Regions from separate parts of the Mus musculus genome. Here region 2 is linked to region 1. Evidence: chromatin contacts called from public HiChIP or PLAC-seq data. All regions are on one chromosome and are shown on one strand. Each heading gives the region's core, a stretch centred on a gene start, on an enhancer-like site or on the middle of the called end of the contact. The rest is flanking DNA. Distances are from core to core; before and after follow the strand shown. Region 1 holds the start of Rorc (RAR-related orphan receptor gamma). Region 2 overlaps Snx27 (sorting nexin family member 27).

The links. HiChIP or PLAC-seq counts read pairs in DNA pulled down with a chosen protein or histone mark.
Region 2: a contact with region 1 is called in an H3K27ac HiChIP or PLAC-seq map of the NIH/3T3 cell line, with 3 times the contacts expected there. The contact joins the enhancer-like site here to the promoter of Rorc in region 1. A contact is called at or near these places in 4 of 39 promoter capture datasets (the 3T3-L1 cell line, embryonic stem cells, macrophages and 1 more), 1 of 484 Hi-C or Micro-C datasets (Th1 cells), 1 of 115 datasets of contacts at active chromatin or transcription factors (the NIH/3T3 cell line) and 3 of 9 other capture datasets (adipose tissue, liver and pancreatic islet).

Annotation. Positions count from the first base shown.
Region 1 is chr3:94,369,490-94,376,738 of GRCm38.p6, forward strand. Rorc (RAR-related orphan receptor gamma) reads left to right here and starts at 3,305. Exons shown (of 11, transcript NM_011281.3): 1 at 3,305-3,442; 2 at 5,546-5,575. The coding sequence starts at 3,403. Gm38411 (a long non-coding RNA gene) reads right to left here and starts at 1,534. Exons shown (of 3, transcript XR_867461.1): 1 at 340-1,534.
Region 2 is chr3:94,559,684-94,567,195 of GRCm38.p6, forward strand. It overlaps Snx27 (sorting nexin family member 27), which reads right to left. Exons shown (of 12, transcript NM_001082484.2): 2 at 2,086-2,317. Among named protein-coding and RNA genes, the nearest start is that of Snx27, 19 kb to the right of the region's middle. Within about 2 kb of position 2,863, at least 13 of the 459 cell types and tissues checked have an H3K27ac peak or open chromatin away from gene starts, as enhancers often do. A contact at or near this core is called in the NIH/3T3 cell line, where this site is marked.

The DNA.
Region 1 (7,249 bases), core at 2,055-4,554:
CGCCAGGGCCAAAAAGGGGGAGTGGGTGGGTAGGGGATTGGGGGGGGTGGGTATGGGGGACCTTTGGGATAGCATTGAAAATGTAAACGAGGAAAATACCTAATAAAAAAAAAAAGAAAAAAAAGAATGTATTTGAGGAGGAAATAGCCCCTGCTCTGCTTTAGAAAGCACTGTTCCTACAGAAAAGAGCCTTGGTTACAGCAAGCCAGGGGTGGGGAGCTGGGGGTGGGGGTGGGGGTCAGGCAAGAACACCCAGGGGGCATAATCACCACAACCTACTCTGAGCTTTACCAGCCCGGTAAATCCCAAGGTCACACTGGATGACAGCTGTACACTCACCCTATGGCCACTGTGGGAGGAACAAATAGTTGAAGCTGTTGGAACAGTTCCTCCTGTGGGCGTGATCTCCTGATAGCTGGAAGCACAGAGAACTCTCTGGTGGCAGTATCAGTCTGAATAGGGAACCCCACCCTAATCACCCACCCCCCCATGCTGGAGGCAGGGCCAAAAGCTGGGTAGGATGATGCCTGTAATCCCAGCCCTCAGAAGGCTGAAGGAACTGGATAGCCATGAATGTTCAAGGCCATCTTGGACTACTGAGTGAGATCATCTTAGCAACACGTAGGAATGAAGGTCTCGAATGCTGAAATGAAAGAGTAGCTTAGAAGAAAGCCACTCTCAAGCCAGGACCCGGTCGCTTCCTGAGCCCTCACAGTCATTCTGACAGTGCCAGGCAGTGTCTGCCACTGCCATACTGTGTGGCATCTGAAAGCATCCCTAGGGGCCTCCACCCTGTGCCTCTAGCTTGAGGGAGGGGTCATCTGGAAGGTCTTAAGACCCATAATCACCAAGAGAAAAGGACCTGGTCAGCGATGCAGGTCTGTAACCCCAGCACACCCAAGGCAATGTTGTGAGTTGGAGGTCACCCTAGGAAAATGAGAGGAGGGGCGGGGTTCAGCAGTTAAGAGCACAGGCTGCTCTTCCAGAAGAACCCAGGTTCAATTCCCAGCATCCACACAGTGGCTCACAGTCATGTATGACTCCAGTTCCAGGGCACCTGATATCTTTTTCTTTCCTGCATAGTGAACCAAACACACAAATGGTGCACAAATAAACATGCAGGCAAAACACCCATACTATTAAAAAAAGATAAGTGAAAAGAAGAAAGAAGAACAATAACTAAGGGAGATGAAAGCGAGCTGGTGAGGCACAGAAAACTGAGCAGTGATGGGCAGATAGGAGCACAGAAGAGCAGGAGGGGATAGCTCTGGGATAGAGGCAGGCCATTAAGGTCCCCATCCTTTGAGTGCCCTAACCTTTCCAGAAGCCTCTTTCTGACTCTGTTCCTAGGTAGGGGTGCCATCACTTTGCCTCTTTTCAAAGCTCTCCAGATTGGCATTGTGTTTTGAGAAGAACAGTATACATGGGCCTGTTTACCACCAAAGACCGTGAAGTCAGAGATGACCTAGTCAGTGGAGTACTGCCACAAACACACTGGGGTCAAGGGTTTTGGGGGGTTTTTTGGTTTTTTGGTTTTTGTTTTTTAAGATTTATTTATTTTATGTATATGAGCACACTATCACTCTCTTCAGACACACCAGAAGAGGGCATCAGATCCCATTACAGATGGTTGTGAGCCACCATGTGGTTGCTGGGAATTGAACTCAGGACCTCTGGAAGAGCAGTCAGTGCTCTTAACCACTGAGCCATCTCTCCTACCCAAGGGTCAAGGTTTAATCCCCCAGAACCCACATCACAAAATGGGTACAGTGGTAGATAGGTAGGTAGGTACTTGTAGTCTCAACAATGGGGTCGTAGAAACCCTAGAAATCACTTGCCAATCTGGCTAACCAAGATGGCGAGTTCTCCGTTCCATGGGAGACCCTGTCTCAAAAAAACAAAACAAAACAAAACAAAACAAAAAGGTAAAAGGTAATTGAGGCAGACATCAAATTTTAATCTCTATCCTCCACAGACATGCACACTCACACGTGTACACACACCCACCTATACAGACACACACATATATGTATACATATAAAGGACTTAGGACTAGTCAAAGCCTCAAAGGCCCTCAAAAGTCACCCTACACCCCTACACTTTTCAGTCTCCCTGGGGCTAAGAACGGCTATTCCTCCTAATCTTTGTCTCTGACTCTTAGGAGACTCAGCTCCCTAGAGCACTGGGTGCTACTGGTTGCACAGTGTGAAGCTCCACGGAGGGCCAACGGTGGAGAATGGAATGCTGGGAGCGAAGGGACAGCTGCCTGCCCTCTCCACGCCAGGTGCCACGTGCACCAGGTGGAGGGAGTGGGCGAGTCACGAGGCCCTGGCGTGGCCGGCTCCTGCCCTGCTGTTTACCAGCTGGAGAAAGCAGGAGGAGGGGTTGGGAGCCTCCTGCTCCCAGCCTGGCCCCTAGCCAGCGGTTGTTGGGTAAGCAGGAAAGCCAGGCACAGCTAATCAAACTCTGGGCAGAGGACATGCCGAACTGAGGCATCCAATATTCACAGAAGTCTTGGCTCTTGGTCCTTCTCAGACTCCAGTGCAGGCCTTTATGTGAACAGAATTACGGGGTCGTGGGGGAGGGGGAAGGGAGAACCGGGAGGAGGGGGGAGGATTCCCTCCTCTCAACTTGTTGGTCCAGTGCAGTTGCTCTCTTCTGCTCTCCCTCCAACACCCCTCACCTCTCAATTTGCTCTTCCTCCTCCACACCTCCCCCCACCACACCAGAAGTATGGGAAGCATCTAGAAGCCTGGAAAATCCAGAGGTGGGCAGCATGGAGTTAGAGAGAGGCAAAGCAAGACATGTGCTGGGGGAACCCAAGCTGCAGGGAAGTATATCTGATCCCATCCTGGAGATCAGAGTGCACACACACACACACACACACACACACAGAGGCTGTCTTTTCTCTTCACTCTTCCTGCCTCCCTTTCTTGCTATTCTGTCACCTGTCCTAAAAAAGTTACAGAGACCAGGTTCAAATCTCAACTCAATCACGAATTGCCCTTGTGAATTCCTGGCAAGTCTTTTCTATTCTGGGCAGCAATTGGTTCATGATTATGAATAATCACTCGTGCCTGTAGGGGGTTATCATGTGGGATTCCAAAAAACAAACAAAAAAATTCTGATTTACCTACAAGGCCTGGCAAAAACTCAGCATACAGTAGGTAATTAATAAGTACTAGCTCCCTTTCACCTGTTTTTCCTCAAGACTCCAGACACTGGTCCACTGCTCTCTCCCTGAGTCCCCTCCTGTGCCAGGACACTCTGCCAGCCACTCCTTTCCCCTGCCTGCTGACGGGCCAGGTGCTCCCTCCCTCTTCCCTCCTCCCTCCCTTGGGCCCTGCTCCCTGCCCTCCTGGGCAGCCAGGGCAGCAAGGACGGCACCAAGGGAGCTACCCCATGGACAGGGCCCCACAGAGACACCACCGGACATCTCGGGGTAAGAGACCCTAAAGCCCTGCAGGCAGGTGGAAGGGACTGTCAGGGGGCTCAGAGGAGGGGAGGGAGGCGAAGAGACTGGGAAAGAAAGAACTGGGGAGAAGAGAGGTGAGCAGAGGGGAGATGGACTGGCAGACAGAGCAAAGCGGTGAGGTAGGACCGAGTCTTTACATAACTGTAGGGGGGGGACAGGAAGAGGGCCTAGGGTAACAGCAGGAGACCTGGGAAGACGGGGAGGGCAAGAAGGAAGAGACAGGTTGGAGTGGGGGCAGGAGGGAGGAGCTGTGTTAGGGAGGCTTGATCGAGAGGATGGGAATGGGGCTGGCTCCCAGGTGTGAGCAGGCCCCTCCCTGCCTGCCACAGAACCCTGGGCAGCAGCGGCTGGAAGGGTGACTCTCCGCCTTCCTATTCATTCACAAGTGGCTGCCGTTCTGGCGCAGGGGCTGGGGGTGGGGGACCTGGGAGAGAAGATGCAGTTGCACCATGCCAGCTGCTCTAGCCCAGCAGTCCCACGCTTTCCTTCAAGCTGGTCCGAGCACGGAGTTTTATCTTTGCTGTGTGAGGCACCTGTGGAGCACAGAAAGGAACTGGGGAACAGTCCCCCGATGGAGTGAGGAGGGAGCCCTTCAGAACAGGACATCCCCTCCCTCCCTCCCATGCTTGTCAGCTGGGAACCTAGAGAGAGTGAACGACAGAAGTGCCAGCTTCTAGGGCCACTAGAGAAAGGCTCCGGGGTGGGAGTGGGAGTGGGGGCCAACAAGGGGAGTGTCCCCATGCAAGACTGCTCTGAATTGCAAAGTTGGAGGCTGGACAAGGGTGCCACGTCAGGGAGGAAACTGAGTAGGGCCAGACAGGATTAGCAGGGAGGTGGGCATGGCATGAAGCCACACCCTCTCTGGGCAGACCTTCCCCTCCCCCACCCGGGGAACAGGCTACCAGGCCCCATTTACTATCACGGCAATGAAATGCAGGAAGCCTGGCTGCAGAGTGCATCTCCTGGCAGAGGGACAGTGAAGGAGGGACAGGACATGTGTGCCAGGCTTGGACAGCAGAAGGCAAAAAGTAACAGAAAGGAATCAAAGGTTAGGGACATTACAGACAGGGCTAATGGGCTTTCTGGAACAGAAGACTGGCCCTAGGCACCCTGGATATAGGAAATGGGTTGCGGCCTCTTTTGCCAAGGGCTCCCTCTCTAGGTGTTTCCCAAATACTGACTGCATGCTGATTTCATCCCAGATATGTAAACAGCCCTGTAACTATGCAGTAACCATGACTCTCCCCTCAGCTGCTGCTCCCCTGGACAGCAGAGCATCTCTGTAAACCTCCACGAACCATGGGGTGCCTCCTCCTGTCTGATCTCCACCCAGACCCATCCACGAGCAAAGCAGCAAGGCAAAGGGATCTTCCCTCTGCAGGCTTGTGGGCAGGTGAAGCACAGTGGCGGCCAGAGAGGGTCTATCTGCAGCTCGGCCCTCCTTGTCTTCCTCTTCGCCCACCCTCCCCATGCACTCCCAGCCCCACACCTCTGCAGCTCCCTCTTGCTTTCAGGCACAGATAAGCAACCAAAAGACTGCATTCCCTCTGGGTGCAGAATATGTGTGTACGTCAAATGCACCAGATACTAGAGGGTTCTTGCTGTTCCCCAGAGCAACAAGCTGAACAAGACAGACAGAGGCTCTGTCTCCAGACGGGCTTACAATCTAGAAGGGATGATGGCATACCTAGGGCAGTTGTCTGTTATGTCAAGTGCCAGGAAACAATGCAGAGTGCTGGCTGAGTAAACCCCAGGGCAGGGGACAGGGCATGGGAGGCTGCCCCAGAGGAAAAGAGAGACATCTGAGATCTAGCTAAATGGGGGAGGGAGGGTAGAGTGTGACATGAGGAAGTCCTGGAGGCAGAGAGGAGCTGGGCACTTTCAGGACCTGGAAGAGGGCCAGTGTGGCCAAAGGGCAAAGTGATGGGCTCTGCCAAGGGGCCCAGCTTCTCAGAGGCCAGGTAGTGCTGGGGTAAAAATGGGGCAGGGCAGGAGCCAGGAACTGGGGAAGTCTTTGGCTTTTCCCCTAACATCTTCAACTATTCACTGATCCCTTCCTTCTCTTTACAGAGCTGCTGGCTGCAAAGAAGACCCACACCTGTGAGTAGGGGTTTGGGCCAAGAAGGTGGCACGGGGTATGGCAAAAGCATTCAGTTCAGGAGGCATGAGTGAAAGAACACCCGGGACTGGACAGAATTGGAAGAATCAGGCTAAGACTGCAAAGCCCAAGAGATAAGGGCCAAAGGGAAAGACTTATAGGCTTATAGGCCAGGACCAAAAAAAAAAAAAAAAAAAAAAAAGAAGCCCAAGGGGTGCCAAGTTACAAGCATAGAAAGAAAAGGGGAACTGGGAAAGAGGAGGGCAGGGTGCTGGACAGAGGCTCAGCTGCTGTGTCTGACCAGGGAGGAGGTGAAGGCCACCCCAGCCTCAGAACTCAGCAGCCACAATAGGAGGCCTGGGAGCGTGCCCAGGGCTTTGTGGTGGCAGAGCCAGGTTTGGTGTTCATCTCTGTGGTTAACACATTCTGAGGTGTGAGCAAGCCTGGAGAGAGGCTCTGCAGAGCTAGAGAGTAGGAAAGCCTTGTCTCTGTAAGAATGAGTGGACAGGAACCCGAAATCCTCAGACTGCAGTGTACGAGGAAGAGACCAGAGTTCCAGAAGGGCTTCCCAATGGACACTTGCAAGTAAACATCTGTCTCAGGCCAGTGCAGCACCCCCAATCCAGCCACATAGAGAGAAGCTATTCCCCTACAAAATGTGCCCGCTCCACCAAAGTCCTCCCCAGGGGTTCGTGCATACCCTCAGCACCTTGGGGGCACTCTGGAAAAGCCACAAGCATGGTCATTAAGTTAATAGTGACAATCTCATCAGAGGAGGTCACCTCTACTCTTCCATCACATACTCATTGGTTGCCCACCAATCTGTCCCCACTACAAAAGCCATCTGTGGCCTTCCTGTCCCAGCATCCCTCCTCCCTGAGCTTGGGGCTCCATCCTCCTGGGGGGGGTCGGAGCTGCTTGGCTCAGCATAATCCTGATCAGCCTCCTGTGCACTAGCCACAGGGCCCCACGGAAACGCTGAGCAGGGCCCTGGGAGGAAAGCGAGTCAGAATGACGCAGGCAAGCTGGGGGAGGGGACCAGGGACCACACTTGGGGGTGTAGAGGGGGACTTTTGGAGAGTGGAAACTGGGAGAGACCAAGCCAAGCTTTTAGACCTGCCTCCCATCCTTTAACCCTTACCATGTGTCCTCCTGAGGATCCAGGCTAGTTACCCTCATCCATCCAATGTCCAATTCCCAAGCTCGCAGAGAGAGCTTTTTACTAACCAGAAAGATTGAAGACCTCTCAAGGAGGTTGAGCTCCTTGAGTTTTTATTGTCTTGGCCCCAACCCCAGGCCAAGACAATAAAAACTGCCTCCCAAGTGAAATAACCTCAAGAAAGGGGTCCAAGCTGAGAAACCCGGGGGCACACCCAGACCAAGAGGGGACCGAATGACTAAGGGGCCAGAAGAGGAACCTCCAAGGCTGAGGTACCCCACAGAGCAGATGGAAAACAAATGAATCCATCAATAAGAAATCTCACACCAACAAAACCTGAAGAGAAACTCAAGTGCCAGGAGACGGGCCAGTCTGAGACACACTCGAATGCAAACCTGAACCAGAGATACCCTTCTATCCCTCCAGTGGATCTGAGGTCACTCTACCTGGCCATAAGTCCTTACTCAACCATTCACTACTGTGTGATCTTGAGCAGGTTACTTAATCTCTCTGTGTC
Region 2 (7,512 bases), core at 1,613-4,112, 190 kb after region 1:
GCACTCTTAACCAATGAGACATCTTGTAAGCTCTGCAGTTTCTTGTAACATAGAAGAGGGTCAGTAAGATGGCTCAGTTGGTAAGGTGGCTTGCCACAAAGCCTGATGACCTGAGTTCAATCCCTGGAACCTACATGGTAGGAGAGAACCAACTCCCACACATGTTGTTTGCTGACCTATACACACCCATGAACGCAAATATCCACACCCCAACCCCAACACACAAATAAAAAAATGTAAAGAGCTAATAATAATAAAGTTGAAAAGTAACTAAGGAAAGACACTCAATGATGACCTCAAGTCTCTGCATGCACAAGCACGTGTGTGCACTCACACATACACAGTACTGAAGTAGTTAATCTTTACTGTTAACTTGACTTGATACAGAAGGTAACCTTTCATTTCCAAAGGAGTTCACGGAGGAGGGCAGGACTACCCTGAATGCGGGCAACGCCATTCACAGGCTGAATAAAAGTTAAAAGGAGAAAGCAAGTTAAGCATTCATCTCTTCCTGCTTCCTGGGTGTGGGCGTGATGTGACTGACTGCCTATGGCTTCCAACCACAGCAACTGGAAACACTCCAGCCCCCATGCCTTCCCTAACACTGAGTACTTGAACCATGAGCCCAAACAAACCTTCCCTTCCTCAGCTTACTGCTGTGTGGTGTTTTGCTGCAGTAACTAATACAAGTACACATTGTTTGTTTGGCATTCCAAGAGAGAGAGAGAGAGAGAGAGAAATATAGAGACAGAAAGCAGATCAGTGGTTAGTTAACAAAGGAAAATAACTATAAAACATAACAGGGGAACTTGGGGCTGCTGAAAGTATTCTGTCCTTATGTGGTAGTACATAAAAGACTATAAACATCATAAAACTGGACATCTAGGCAGATGAAAGTTAACATACAAAAACTTTGCTAATAAAACTGACCCTTTACAAAAGAATAATTAGTAGTTTCATTCCTTGTCTCAAGGCTTACAGAAGTTTCCAAAGTCCTAGGTTAATTCTCAAAAAGTTCCATAACTAATCAGCTCTCATTTCTAAAGTTTGTGTACAGCTCTAAGAACACAGAGACCATGCTGCCACAAAACCTATGTGCAATTATCCCCAGCTAACTTGTTTTGTTCAGCATCCCCCTGCCCCTAGGAAGAATTCCACAAGCACTTAGCAGCACATTCCTATACATGGGACAAATTCTACTTTTAGAGGCAGTAACTTTAATCAGCATATCAGTTTTTTATTTTATAGAGTGTTAAACGTAGAACCTTATGTATGTTAGTTAAACACTACCCACTGAGCTAGATCCCCAGCCCTACAGGCCAGCTCTAGACACCTGTAGTCTATTTGCCAATATCTAACAGAACCCACTACATTTCTAAAAAGAATTAAATAATTTATGCTTTTTATGTCAATGTTTCTGAAACAATTAAAGGTAAATAAGTACACAGTGCAACCAAGAGAACAAATAAACAGCAGCAGCTAAGGTTTGAAGACAAGCACCATGGGAAACAGGCTGTCACATATCACCTAAAATTCAAGATGAGTTCTACTTATCCACAAAATAGAAATGTGCAAAACAGCTCAGGGAATTGCAGTCAAAGTATACTAGGGCCTCGAGGGGAAAACTCAGGAGTTAATCATGCACACAGACATCACCAAGAACTGAAAGAACAAGGTGTGGAGAGGAATGAGTACAGGAATGCACAAGCTTCAAAATGACAAACCTCTGTATTACCCAAATATTTTGGAAGGTATCTTTTAAAATTATCTCGCTCTATAGCTCCAGAGCCAACAGTAAATCAGACTACAGCTAGCAGAGACATATGGTTAAAAATAATATTCACAAATACAAACTTGAAACTGTCAGAAAATTAAACAAAATTGTTCTTATGCAGAAACTTATTACTGTAGGCCACCCCCTGCAATAAATCAATTAGTGTCAAGATCTTCTCTGAGTGAGCCTAACTTCCTGACAAACTGGCCAAGGCTGCAGTCTTATTTGATCTCCTGAAATATACTCACAATGAGACTGAGGGAAATACAAGCTAACTACATGTTTGAGGATCAAGTTGGGCTGACACTCACCACAAACTTCTCACCATTCTGCTCCACATGTTTGTATGTGGGGACCGATATGGGCACTGCTTGCTTTTCTGTGTAATCATAAAATGATTGTCCCAAGGAGTCGTCACTGGGATCTAGGTTATCAGCCTCATGAGGAGGTACAGACAACACTGTCAAGATCAATTCCTTCTCGCCTGCTCGGATCAGGTCCACCACCTGCTTGTGTGTCGCCCCCTCAACATTCACGCCGTTCCTAAGGGGAAAAAGGGAAAAAAACAGTCCCATAAACCAGACGGGTTCAAACACTTTGTAACTCCACCCTCCTGTCCCCACTCCAGTGTCATAGTATGAGCCATAGAATCAAAAGATTCATCTGGTTCCAGAAAAGCTGTTTATCTTTCAGAGTCTAAAGTGAAAAGGCTGTTTGTGAACTTATGGCAGGGAGAGGAAATGCAAACAGGAGAGACCTACCCTTCCTCTAGTCCAGAATGCTACACACTGCTCGATTCAGGAAAGCATGTGGGAAAGATGGGGATGCTGGGGAGAAATAAAGCTCATTTTAGCCATCCCAACAGTCTGCTTCCCTTGTTTTAACCAGCCATATGTACAATACTATCAAAGTGCCTTGAATACTTCTCCCACTTTTACTACAGTCTGTTCACCTACACTTCAAGGGGATTTCCTTCCTAAGACTTATTTCTACTATTTTTAATTATGTGTATATATGGGTATGTGCACATAAACACAGAGGCCGGAGGCCTGGAGCTAGAGTTACAGGCCACTGTGAGCCATCCAAGATGGGTACTGGAAAACCAAACTTGGGTCCTCTGCAACAGCATTATACATTCTCAACCACTGAGTCATATCTCCAACCCCAGAGATTTTCTTTTAAAAAACTCCCCTTTGTAGAGATTGTAGGTGTGCCCCCAAGATAGTTACTTAAATTATATATACATTTTCCCCATATCTTCAAATTAACCTTCCTTTATACGAATTTATTATCTTGATAGTTAAAAAGTATTAACCTGCATATAGACCAGTTTCCTCTATCTCTTGGCTTCTAAATGGACAAGATTACCTCTCTAAACTGCATTATTTTCAGGGGCTAGAGAGATTGCTCAGCAATTAGGAGCACTGGCTGCTCTTCCAAAGGACCTGGAGTCAGTTCCTAGCACCCACATGGCAGCTCACAATTGTCTGTGACTCCAGTTCCAGGGGCTCTGACACCCTCATACAGACACACATGCAGTCAGAACACCAATGTACATAAAATAAACATTTTAAAATTATTTTTTAAATTCTATTATTTGACCTAACTTCTTTTGTTCTCCCAATCAGCCTGGATAATCTCATAGGATGATTTGGATATATGAATAAGCTAAACATTTTCTCCTCCATACATTTCACTTTAAACTCTGTATAATCTGTCCAAACCAAGAAATACGCACCTACAGTTATACACAAGTCAACCTATTCACTTCACTTGTACAGACCCTGAAACAAGGAGAAGTGTAAGATACAGAAGAACAATAACTTTGTTAAGAAAGGTGCCTAGTCCCACAAATACTCAACAAACTGACAGCCTTCCCAGAACGCTGACCTAGTGAGCTGCCTCAGTAAAACCACTGAGCAGCTGGCCTCAAGGTTCCCTGGCACTCACCAGAGACACAGTTAAAATACACCTGGCCTCTACTCACTTTACTATTTAAAGTTTATCCTCCTGTTAGAGTTAGACTATTTTTTCAGTTCTGTTCCAAACCTTTAGGGTCTTCCCTTCCTGAAGAGAATGCTGAGTTTTCAGCCGTGGACTAGCCTTGTATCTAAAACACCCATCTGTATAAACAGAGCAGAAAGGAGAGACCTCAGCCAGCCTCCCCTCACCCCCCCATTTCTCCTTTAGCAATGTAGGCAGTAAACCCGGCTGGGTACCGCACTCAGTCTGTAAGCTGAGCACGCAGGAGGATTACTAGCATGTGCTACATGGCAAGGCGCTGTCTCCAAAAACTCAGAAAAAGAAAAATTCTCTGATCCTCAAAACTCCTGACATTTCTCAACCTAAAATTCTAATTATAAGTAAATTCTTAAAAGTAGTGATTTAACCAAAACCATCAGTTCTATACATAAAAATTAAGGGTGTCTTTGTGATAGAAATTCCAATTTATACAATCTGAAAAGAAACCAGACTATGAAATTCCAACTTTTCAAACATAATCCTGGAGGCAGAGACATGAGGATCTCTGCTTCCAGGCCAACATGAGCTACGATACTCACTTTAAAAAGCCAAGCAAGAAAGGAGAGGAGTAAGAAGGAGATGAGACTGAGAAGGGGTGTAGAGTAGAGCTCATAGTGGGGCACCTGGGGTTCAGTTTAGAGCTCAGAGCGGGCATGACATCATGCATCAAGACACTGGGGGGACAAGAAACTGAAACCTAAACTTATGAGCTGGCAAAGGAGTTCATCATCTTAATACTTCTGAGAAAACTCAACTGACAAGGTTAGAAATCATCACAGGATGTATTGATCCCTAAGGACCTTAGCTTATTAACAAATATTCATTTTAATTTTTCAATAAAATAGGAGACATAAAACATCTCAAAGACTCAAAAATACAATATCCTAAACACTAACAAGATTGTTTTGTGAATATATCCTCAAATCTTACTATTTTCCTTTTGTTTTTCCTTTTGTTTTTGTTTTTGAGACAGTCTCTCAGGCTGGAGGGATGGCTCAGCGGTTAAGAGCACTAACTGCTCTACCAAAGATCCTGTGTTCAATTCAATTCCAGCAACCACATGGTGGCACACAACCATCTGTGATGGACTCCGATGCCCTCTTCTGGTGTGTCTGGAGATAGTGACAGTATACCCACATATATAAAATAAATAACTCTTAAAAAAAAAAAAAGACAGTCTCTCTACAGAGCCCTTTTTTTCCTTTAAAGCATTGTTTGTTTTTTTTAGCAGAGCAAACATATATTTATTACAGGAAAAACTACCCCCCATGGCTCTGCCCTCCCCCCACCCCCCTCCGGGAGGAATGAACACTTTCCCCAGCGTTCCCAGACAGGATCTGACTTTGCAGCCACACCCTGACTTCACTTCTGCTGCCACAGCTCCCTAGTATGGACATCACAGCATATGTCACCCCATCTTGGAGTACTTTGTTTATAGTCTTGGAAATTAGTGACCCTACAAAATTTGTAGGTAAAAGTGTATTTATGTGCATGTATATGTTTTCTGGGGAGAGCATTTCTGGAGAGTGCATGTCTTTCATTGGTTTCAAAAAAGAATATGTAATCTCCAAAAAGATTAAAAACTCCTGATTTCAAAACACAACTTCAAGCTGTAAACAGAAATGAACTGCTCCTTGAGTCACTCATAAAAGTCCTCCCTGAAGCTGGCTACAGTGCCATGTACTTTTGATCCCAGCAAATCTGGAAGCAGAGGCTTCTGTGCGTTCAAGGCTAGCCTGCTTTATATAGTGAGTCCAGGCCAGCCAGAGCAAGAGAGTGAGACTGTGTCAAAAATAAATAAATCCCAGAAAGACTCCAGAGAAATTTAAGAGAGGGTTATAAACAGCCAGACAGCAACAGGAGCAGCTTCAGTTCCCTGTCCTGATCGTCAAGAATGTACTTCCAACTGGCTAACATCCCAAAAACTTCATTAAAAAATACAGATGAGAGATGAGGGGTGGGGATTCGGCTCAGTGGCAGAATACTTACTCAGCTTGCATGAGCCCTAGATTCAACCCCAAGCATTACAAAAAGAGACACACACACAGAAAAAAAAAAAAAAAAAAAAAAAACAGGAAAGAACTTCTAGTGTTCTGTGCCATATCCTAAACACATTTGCTAATGTTCATCTGGATAACTGCAGAAGGAATGCTCTATGTGCCTTCACTTAATACAAAGAAAGAAATTCTTTCATTCTCTAAAGAATGAAGTCACTAAAAAACTCCAGGCCATCTAATTTGAAACAGGGCCCTCCCTCCTCAGGAATTTCCAGGGCTTCTCAGTCATAAAAGTGTTAGTCATAGGATAGAGAGACAGCTCAGTATGTGTATACTCCTTTTGGAGAAGACTCAAGTTCAATTCCCAACACCTACTCTATGTGGCTCACAACTGTAACAAGCTACGACACACCTCAGGCCTCCAAGAGCACTGGTAATCACATGCATATACCCGAATTCATTCACACACACACACACACACACACACACACACACACACACACACACACACATACACGCTCTCTCTCACTCATAAATAACTACTTTTAATGTACTAGTCATTAAAATGTTGGTATAATACACTGTTTTACACAAGAACACTATTAAACCAGGTTCAAGTATGGTCCCAAACTTATACAAACCTGAAATATAAATAAATACAAAATGTAACTTCCATCAAAAAGGGAAGTTTCAGCAGTGCAGACATTTGTCTCAAAGCATGGGCTCTAGGGAGTCAGACTGCATGGGGTCTGAATACCAATGATGCCGTCTTAGATAAGACCTTATTTAGTATTAGGTAACTCATTCAGTCTTGCTAGACCTCAATTCCCCAATCTGTATGAAAAGCCACCACATACAGCTAATGAAGGCTATGAGAACTAAAGACAGAGCCACTGATAAAGCTATTAGGACAGTGATATCCACACAGTAAGTGAGCTGGTTCAACTTGTTCTCCATGACAATAAAACCTCTTCCAACAATTTTGTTTTCCTTCCGTCTTCATAACATAATCTATCAGAAATTCATCTGAAAATAAATGATCACAAAATAAGCAAGCATCAGAGAACCCACACAAGTCCAACCAACAACACAAAAGATGTGCAGTGAACTAAGAAATACCAACCTATCCTTTTCCACAAAGAAGTCAGTATCTTCAAGGAACTATCAAAAAGAATTCAACAAATATGTGACCAAAGAAATAAAACTGAATGTTAATGACAGAATCAGGAGGGTAAGTCCCGAGGCTGGAGAGAAGTAACAGCTCTGCAGGTAAGAGTATTCACTGCTCTTTCAAGAGGACCTGAGTTCAGTCGCCAGCACCCACACCCATCAGCTCACAACTGCCTATAACCCTAGCTCCTTCAACACCTGCGTGCATGGGTGTACCTATACATAAACATCATCTACATGCACAACTGCATTCATACACATACTTTAATATAATTGTGAATAAATAAGTACATTTTTTAAAGATGCTAAGCCTACAGGTACTCATTTTACAATCCTTTCAACTTCTCTGTGTTTGAAATTTTCCATAAGAAAATGTTTTATAATAAAACCCATAAATAAGACCTGAGTTTTATTTGGGAATCTAAGTGATATTCAAATTACCTGGATGTTTTCAGCATTGTAAAGATGCACTTGATAATTTTAAAGAAAGCCTCATTTTTACTTTGAAATCAATGTTTAGCTCCAATGGAGACATTTTTAGCTAGCTAA